2 separate regions of the Mus musculus genome follow, and region 2 is linked to region 1. A link is a contact called in public Hi-C data. All regions are on one chromosome and are shown on one strand. The core of a region is the stretch at or near the end of the contact, and the rest is flanking DNA. Distances in the headings are between cores, read along the strand shown. Region 1 holds the start of Odf3l1 (outer dense fiber of sperm tails 3-like 1). Region 2 overlaps Cspg4 (chondroitin sulfate proteoglycan 4).

What was found. A called contact is a pair of places that touch in the nucleus more often than the background predicts.
Region 2: a contact with region 1 is called in a Hi-C map of stem cell-derived neural stem cells, with 2.7 times the contacts expected there. The contact joins the enhancer-like site here to the promoter of Odf3l1 in region 1. A contact is called at or near these places in 12 of 39 promoter capture datasets (the 3T3-L1 cell line, 3T3-L1-derived adipocytes, the C10 cell line and 7 more), 7 of 15 datasets of contacts at CTCF or cohesin (CD8 T cells, the NIH/3T3 cell line, embryonic stem cells and 2 more), 153 of 484 Hi-C or Micro-C datasets (the 3T3-L1 cell line, 3T3-L1-derived adipocytes, the 4T1 cell line and 81 more), 19 of 115 datasets of contacts at active chromatin or transcription factors (the NIH/3T3 cell line, T-cell acute lymphoblastic leukemia, Th17 cells and 13 more) and 5 of 9 other capture datasets (adipose tissue, embryonic stem cells, embryonic tail and 2 more).

The regions. Positions count from the first base shown.
Region 1 is chr9:56,851,460-56,855,637 of GRCm38.p6, forward strand. It overlaps Odf3l1 (outer dense fiber of sperm tails 3-like 1), which reads right to left and starts at 2,355. Exons shown (of 5, transcript NM_001374681.1): 1 at 1,041-2,355; 2 at 197-325. The coding sequence starts at 1,125.
Region 2 is chr9:56,889,871-56,894,048 of GRCm38.p6, forward strand. Cspg4 (chondroitin sulfate proteoglycan 4) reads left to right here. Exons shown (of 10, transcript NM_139001.2): 4 at 188-670; 5 at 1,120-1,296; 6 at 2,445-2,643; 7 at 2,747-2,881; 8 at 2,985-3,151. Among named protein-coding and RNA genes, the nearest start is that of Cspg4, 27 kb to the left of the region's middle. Within about 2 kb of position 1,726, at least 34 of the 459 cell types and tissues checked have an H3K27ac peak or open chromatin away from gene starts, as enhancers often do. A contact at or near this core is called in the 4T1 cell line, B cells, the CH12 cell line and 9 more, where this site is marked.

The sequences.
Region 1 (4,178 bases), core at 1,105-3,604:
CCGAAACATGCTGTATGCCCCTATGTCCTGACCTTCTTCCAGCATCTCAGAGCCAGTGGGTGGGCTTAGCTTGGAGGTTCAGGTTGTGCTAAGGTCCTGAGGAGTGTTTGCTGGGGTTTCACTGGAGGCAAGGCTGGCAGGCAAGGCCTTCAGCAGCAGGCTAGCAGAGCGGGCCCTAGGATAGGGCTGCTCTCACCTTTGATTGTGGCCATGATGACAGGGGTCTGCTTGATTTCATGCCATGAGGGCACCTCTTCCTCCTTCTCTGGGTGCTGTGCGTAGAACACATAGTTCCTGGACCCCTTGGACTGCTTCATAGTGAAGGCTGAGAGAAAATAGTAGCGGTTACAAGCAGTGCCTGAGAAGCCGGGAGCCAGTACCCCTGCCCAGGCCCCTCTATTCACTCCCCACCCCACTTCAGAGACACCGAGACAGCTAGGGGAGGGGCTGTGTGAGAAGATGCCTCGGCTCAACAGCTGAAGCCACCACAGAAGTGCAGCCAGTACAGGAGGCGGGGGTCGGGCCCCAGTGGCTGGAGTGGAGGATGATGTCACATCGAAGCAGAACTTGGACTGTGAGGCCCGGAGTGTTTATTTCTCCCGTTGCCGTGGTGCCTGAACTGTGGTATGGCAGCTCTCTGCTGAGAGCCCAGATACAGAAAAATTCAGCTCCATGTCCTCTCATATATCCAACCAGGCTGAATGCCCTGGGCGTTCCCCAATACCCCTGGTCTGGGAAGGGAGTAGTGAATGACATGGACCCTGAGCCAGCTGCTCACTACCAGTAGGTGTTTTATAATTGGGGACAGGGACAGAAAGGTTGAGTGGGTCCTGGGCGAAGAGTTCCTGCCCACTCCTGCAGCTCCTGTCCCCCTGTCCTTTCCACCTATCTCCTCTAGACTCTGGGTAAGTCCTCTCTTCTACCAGTCTACTTCTGTAAGCTAACCTATTTCCCACTAAGGTCTCTCACAGCCCCTTCCCAGACTCTTTGCCAAAGCACGATATCATTAAAGATCCACATCTAGCTAAAGGAATACTTACCTAATGGTAGTGTTCCAGACACAGTGTGGGGAACAAGCAGGATGATAAAGGGCTCACACTGGGGTCCACAGCAGTAGGTTCCCATGACTTTGTAGAGAGCACACCTCTGAAGGAGGATGTTAGGAAATATGAGTGTCAGAGGCTATGCAGTCTCCATGTGACAGAGGGATGAGCCCCAGTCTAGGAAAATCCCAGAGATGGCTTCAGCCTAAGAGCCCAGAGGGACCCAGGACCCAGCCTTACATCCACCACTGGGATTAGATCTGAGCCAGGTTAAGAAAGGTCTCTGTCTGTCATAGGAATTAAAGGATGAATGGTAGTCTGTCACCACCCCAGTGTAGACACTGAGGCCACAGTGACAGGAGAGGAAGCAGAACACAAAATGCAGGAATCTCTTCAGGTCAGTCTCACTGTTCAGAGAGCTGCCATTGTGGTGCTCTGAACTCTAGGCATCCGCCAAGTGCAGCCATCATCAGGCATGCTGGGAAGTCAAGAGTCTTGGGGACAGAAAGGCTCAGAACAGAGCAGGCTCCCAGCCACCAGCAGCAGCCCCTCTGCTGGGGACCACGTCTCATTTCACCCCACCCTGTAAGCACTCCGGGCCACCCCCTCTCCCCTGCCTGGTGGTACTCCAAGTGCTTCCTTCCCAGGGGTCTGTTCTGTTCCTGTCACAGGCCTTCATACACAGCTTTCTTGAGGAAATGGGTTTCTTCACCTTCAGCTGGCCCAAGTTGCTCACTTCTGTGGCATGCACTCTGCCTCTGATGGAGTCTGGGATCCCCTGAAGCAGGCCCCTTGGCTGCTTCAGGCCCAAGATGATAGCTCTTCCATTCACGGCCTTGGTCACATGAGTTCCAGTATCCACCTGTTCCTCACAACACGGTGGCAGCCCTGGTTCATGGCTACCTCCTAACTCCTACCATGACTTGGTAACTTTGGCCCACCTAAGACCCACTCCCCAATCAATGCACAGTCCTCCTCATGCACCAAGACCTCTGCCAAGTCCCTCCCAAACCCTGTTCCCAGCAGTGGTCCTGGGCTTTTATTACCTCCCACAACACCAACTGCCACCTCCCTAGAAAGAGCCCTCCGTTTCCTACTCCCCAGCAGTCTTTATGTACCAGACCAATGAGCTCCTGCCTCTTCCTCCTCCTCCTCTTCCTCCTCCTCCTCCTCACCCTCAGAGCTCTCAGCCTTGGATTTGGCAACCTCATTGAGCCTCACCTAGAAGCAGCTTGCTCTGCTGTCCCCAGATACTATCCCAGCATGCCTCACTCCCCTCCATAAGACTGGACCTCCATGCAGTTCCTACCCACCTGCACAAGTGAAAACAGAGACTGTGAAGTGCTGGAGCTGCAGGCCTCTCAACAAGGCCTGCCCAATTCCACTTTCCCTGGAAGCTATGGCTGCTCTTCCAATTTCCACATCTACTGGCAACTCTTTTTTTTTTTTTTTTTAAATTATAAGTAAGTACACTGTAGCTGTCTTCAGACACTCCAGAAGAGGGCATCAGATTTCGTTACGGATGGTTGTGAGCCACCATGTGGTTGCTGGGATTTGAACTCGGGACCTTCGGAAGAGCAGTCGGCGCTCTTAACCATCTTAACCAGCCCTTCTACTGGCAACTCTTATCACCTCTGATAGCCAAGGTCCCTTCCACCTGTTAAAAGCTCTGCCTCTAGGGCCTAAAGAGATGGCTCACTGGCTAAGAACACTTCCAGTTCCTCCAGAGGGCTGGGGTTCAGCTCCCAGAACCCACATCAGGTAGCTCATAGCCACCCATAGCTACAGTTCCAGGGGATCCAATACTCTCTTCTACCATCTAAGCCCTGCATGCATGGTGTACATAAACATACATTCAAGCATACACACACAGTTATAAAATGAATAAATAATCTCTAAAAATAAAAGCAACCCTGCCCTTGAGCCCACACATGTCTCTGTACCTACCTGTCTGTCTCTGCCATTTCACAGACCCATTTACTCAAAGGGTGTTTTCTCTGTGGTGGCCAGTCTGCCTCTCTTTTCTCCTTGACTCACTGAAAGCTGGCTTTAGGCCCGTTGCTCCACCCAAGCTAAGTTGGATGAGATGCCCACAGACCTGCACGCAGATGCTAAACACAGTAGACTCTTGGCAACCTCTTCTGACTTGGCCACTTGGTAGCATTGAACCAACACTGCTGACCACTCCTCCTGCTTCACAAGACCCTCTCCCAGCTCCAAGATCTTCTCCTGGTTTTCCTTCCCTGGTTTCCACTGTTCCTTTACTGGCTTGCTTCTGGGTCTTCTTCCTCACCCCGACCTTTCAGTATTGGCAAAAGCTTATTAATCACAAAAATGGAAAACAGTAACTTTGCCTGGACGCAGTCTGGCAGGCTCAGCCTCAACCAGGTGACACATGTGATGAAGATCAGTGGGTAAAGTACTTACGATGCAAGCGTGAGGAGCTGAGCCTGGACTCCCAGGATCCTCATGAAAAGCTGGGTGACACAGTGCGTGCCTGTAATCCAGCACTGGGGAGGAGTGCCTGGCCCTTCAGCTTACCTGATCAGTGAGCTTCAGGTCCAATGAGAGAAGGTGAGGAGCAATAGAAAAAGCTACCCAATGGTGACTGACCTCTGGCTTCTACACAGATGTATAGTGTATGTACATCTCACACAGAAGCTGTTATCATTTTATTATTGTGTGTTGTATGGGTGCGTGCATGCTACAGAGGATAACACAGAGTCAGTGTTCTACTTCTACCATGGGATTCAGGTCATCAAGTTAGTGAGTGCTTCTACCCACTATACTATCTTGGTTTGCTGAGGGGAGGTTGGGTACAGGTCTGACCATGTAGCCCAGGCTGTCCTGGAACTTGCCATGTAGACCAGGTGGGCCTCGAACTCATAGATATTGCTTGCCTCTGCCTCCTGAGTGCTGTGTCTAAAGTCACGTGCCACCACTCATTCTACAATATTTTTAAATTAAAAACCAAAACAAAGACAAACAACACACAATCCCACCAAGGAAAACGCTGGTGCCTCCTAGAAGGATACACCAGGAGACCACAACACCGCTCTGTTGTGTTTCCCAAAGATAAAAATCTGACCACAAGAATACCAGACAAACTGACTGGTCCACAAGATAAAAACTGAC
Region 2 (4,178 bases), core at 476-2,975, 38 kb after region 1:
CAAACTGCTTAAGACCTGGGAGCCTGTGCTGCTAGGTATGGTGAGAGCGCCCTCTTGTGGTATATAGTGTCAGCTATAGCAGATCCTGAGCAAAGCATTAGCCACACGTGGCGACCGAGCCTGTTCTGCCACCTGAGGTCCACAACAGCCTGTGACCCCGTTTGTCCCCATCGTCTCTGTTGACTAGGTGGTCCAGGAGGCAGTGCTGCCTGCCGACATCATGTTCTCGTTGAGAAGCCCCCCGAACGCCGGCTACCTGGTGATGGTGTCCCACGGCGCTTCAGCAGAGGAGCCGCCCAGCCTGGACCCTGTGCAGAGCTTCTCCCAGGAGGCAGTGAATTCAGGCCGGGTTCTCTACCTGCACTCTCGCCCTGGAGCCTGGAGTGATTCCTTCTCCCTGGATGTGGCCTCGGGCCTGGGTGATCCTCTTGAAGGCATCTCTGTGGAGCTGGAGGTGCTGCCCACAGTCATCCCCCTGGATGTTCAAAACTTCAGCGTTCCCGAGGGCGGCACCCGGACGCTGGCCCCTCCTCTGGTCCAGATCACTGGGCCTTACTTCCCCACGCTGCCAGGCCTTGTCCTGCAGGTGCTAGAGCCACCGCAGCACGGGGCCCTGCAGAAGGAGGATCATTCTCAAGATGGGAGCCTCAGCACCTTCTCCTGGAGAGAGGTACCGGAGACACCTGCGCCTCCTCGGCTCTAGTTACTGGCACTGCTTTATGCTTTAATTTCAGTCTTCCCCTGAGAAATGGAAACGTTGTTGTTTACACACACACACACACACACACACACACACACACACTTCTTTTTTTTTTAAGAATGTAATATATATCATTGCTCTATTCAGACACACCAGAAGAGGGCACCAGATCCCATTACACATGGTTATGAAACACCATGTGGTTGCAGGGAATTGAACTCAGGACCTCTGGAAGAGCAGTCAGTGCTCTTAACCACTGAGCCATCTCTCCACATACACACTTCTTACCTGTGGAAATGTGTTCTAAAGGGATCTGTCTCCTGTACCTAACAATGGGACGTTAAGGGTGCTGGTCCCAAGATCCCTGTTGAGTCTTGGGCTAGCTGAAGCCTGACAACCAATCCTGGGTCTCCTCATAGGTGGAAGAGCAGCTGATCCGCTACGTGCATGATGGAAGTGAGACACAGACAGACGCCTTTGTTCTGCTAGCTAATGCCTCAGAGATGGACCGCCAGAGCCAGCCCGTGGCCTTCACGATCACCATCCTTCCTGTTAATGACCAACCCCCTGTTCTCACCACAAACACAGGCCTGCAAGTGAGTTCACTCCTGAACCTATCCCATCTCTGGTCCCAGAAAGAGACTAGAGTCCCTTCTCTCTGGCTCAGTGTCATCCTCTGTGAAATGGGTTCACTACCACAAACTTGGAAGGAGAGATGTGATACAGTGCTGAAAACAAAACGCAGTTGTGAGGTTTTGTTACTGGGCAGTCTTGGTTTAGAAAGACCATCCTTGACCTTGCCTGTCCTTGGACCCACCTGTTCACAGAAAGGTTTTCCCTCATGTCTCAGGCCCAAAATACCTAAAGAAATGTATTATAAGTCCTGTATTGTGGGCTGCAGGTTGGGAGCTCGAGGGTCACAGCAAATAAAGATCACAACGAAGCTTCCCTATATATAGGCTGAGGGTCTAGATAACTAAGGGATGCCTAAGTTGGAAATGATGTGTGGTAAATTGGCCACTAGGTGGCAATATCCACCCATGTTAGCCCCCTGGAGTCCAACACTGGTTTTAACTTACTCTCGGACTCTGGGAGGGAGAAGCAGCTCCTGGGTTTTAGAAGGACGTTTTCTGAGATGAGGGCCTCGTACCCAGAATGGCCTCAGTGACTGGCCCTGTGCCACATGGAACAGGGCTCTGGAAGAAGACCTTGCCCTGCGTGGGTGGGTAGCCTATGGGGCCTCCCCTGCACTGCACGGGTGGATTCCTAGCCGATTCAGCTAGGAATCAGGAATCAGCTCTCCGCTCTCCGCCTCCCTCCCGAGCTTCAACTGGCAGGAGAGCCTATTTCTAAGTGTTCTGCGCTGGCCAACACCATTGCCTCTGTCCTGTGCCCACCCGCGCCAGATGGTATATGCCATGGCAGGAGGAAAGGGAAGGCCCCCCCACCAGGGAGACCCGGCAGCACCTTTGGTCAGGGACAGGGATCTCTGAAGTAAGGACCAAACAGGAACATTTCTAGGCAGGAGGTTGTGGTCTGGCTTTGAGGTACAATTAAGATCAGGGCTGGTGGAGAAGGAACCTGCGTGACAGAAAAGGAGAATGAGAAAGAAGGCTCAGAATGGCACAGGTGTCCATGACAGCCGGGCAGAGCAGGTTGGGGGCCTGGTGAAAGTCCAAGGGCCAGGAGGAAAGGGATGGAAAGGACACAATGTGGACAGGACTTTCACGGTCTGTGTCCCTAGATCTGGGAGGGGGCCATTGTGCCCATCCCTCCTGAGGCCCTCAGGGGAACAGACAATGATTCGGGCCCAGAAGACTTGGTCTACACCATCGAGCAGCCCAGCAACGGACGGATCGCCTTGAGGGTGGCACCAGACACCGAGGTCCACCGCTTCACACAGGCCCAGCTGGACAGTGGGCTTGTGCTGTTCTCACACAGAGGTGGGTGCTGAGAGGGTTCTCCAGCCTCCTGGGGTGGGGGTACCTTGAGGGGAGGGAGCTACCTTGGGCCAACAGGACCCAGCTCCACCCACCCTGTGCTCAGGAGCCCTGGAAGGAGGCTTCCACTTCGACCTCTCTGACGGCGCACACACTTCTCCTGGACATTTCTTCCGAGTGGTGGCCCAGAAGCAGGCACTCCTCTCCTTGGAGGGCACCCGGAAGTTGACCGTCTGTCCAGGTAGGTCTGCATGCTGGCTAGCCGAGGCAGAATGGAGGATGGTAGCCCAGGACCCTTGTCTGGGCTCCTGTCAAAAGCTAACAGGCTCCTCCATGCTTCACAGAGTCTGTGCAGCCGCTCAGCAGCCAGAGCCTGAGCGCCAGTTCCAGCACAGGCGCTGACCCTCGTCACCTGCTCTACCGGGTGGTAAGAGGCCCCCAGCTTGGCCGACTCCTCCATGCCCAGCAAGGAAGTGCAGAGGAGGTCTTGGTGAACTTCACCCAGGCTGAGGTAAGGGCCTCACTCCTCAGCCACCACACAGACCCCAACCTTACCTCAGGTGGCTGCCAGCTGGAGCATCCACCTCACTGGCAGCTAGCTTCTCTGGATCCTGTCCCAGCTCAGGGTTAGGCCTCCAGAAGGAAGCCACAGCTGGATCCCAGAGGCTGACAAGGGCCCAGGAAGGAGGGCCAGAGGCACCCCAGCGGCTGGTGAGGGCATGAGCTCACTTAGGCTGGACAGTTTGGGATAAAGTTGAGCTTGGGACTCAGGAAAGATGCCAGAGAATGTAAGCAAGCTGGATGCAGATGAGTCCCAGGCAGAGTGGGCCAGTCTGAGGGACACTGAGATCTACTCTTCGGAGCAGAGTCCCTAGGGCACACCAGGACCACCGATCAAAATTATAATTTCCAGCCGCATGTTGAGGCTGACTGAGCGGCTGAGATGCCAGGGCTGTCGGTGCTAACTAGTGTGAGCCAGCAGTCATCACTCTTCACGGATTGGTCCCCACAGGGTCTAAGGCACTGTGAGCAGCTCCTCTGGGCTACGGTAGAGCAAACAGCATGCTTGGTGCTCCCACCTAGAGGCCACGTGGTCACAGCATGACCCCTATTCTTTCTACATGAGCAGGATCCAAGAGAACATGGCTGGCCCTGCCACTGGATCTGCAGCACTATGGTGCTGCTCCAAGAACTTTCCAACAGGGCTTACCCTGACCCTTGAAAAGGGCAGGACCCACCTCCGGGTCCCTTTCCAGCACTCAGAGGCCTCCTGGGCCCCACAAGTTCCTTTCTACCCCATCAGGGTGTGCGCTCCTCCTGAGAAGTACTGGAACACAGAGGGGGGAGGTGCGGGGTGTGGGGGAGCAGCTCCCACCCAGCAGGTAGCTCAGAGGAGGAAGCTGCCTTAAAGAGGGTCAAGTAAGATTCCTCAGACCCTGCACTTCTTTTGCTTCTTTGGCTTCTGTTCTCACTTCTCCCAGGCCCTAGCATCTACCATAGCCCCTTTCTGACCCCTCCCCACAATGAAATCTGCCAGT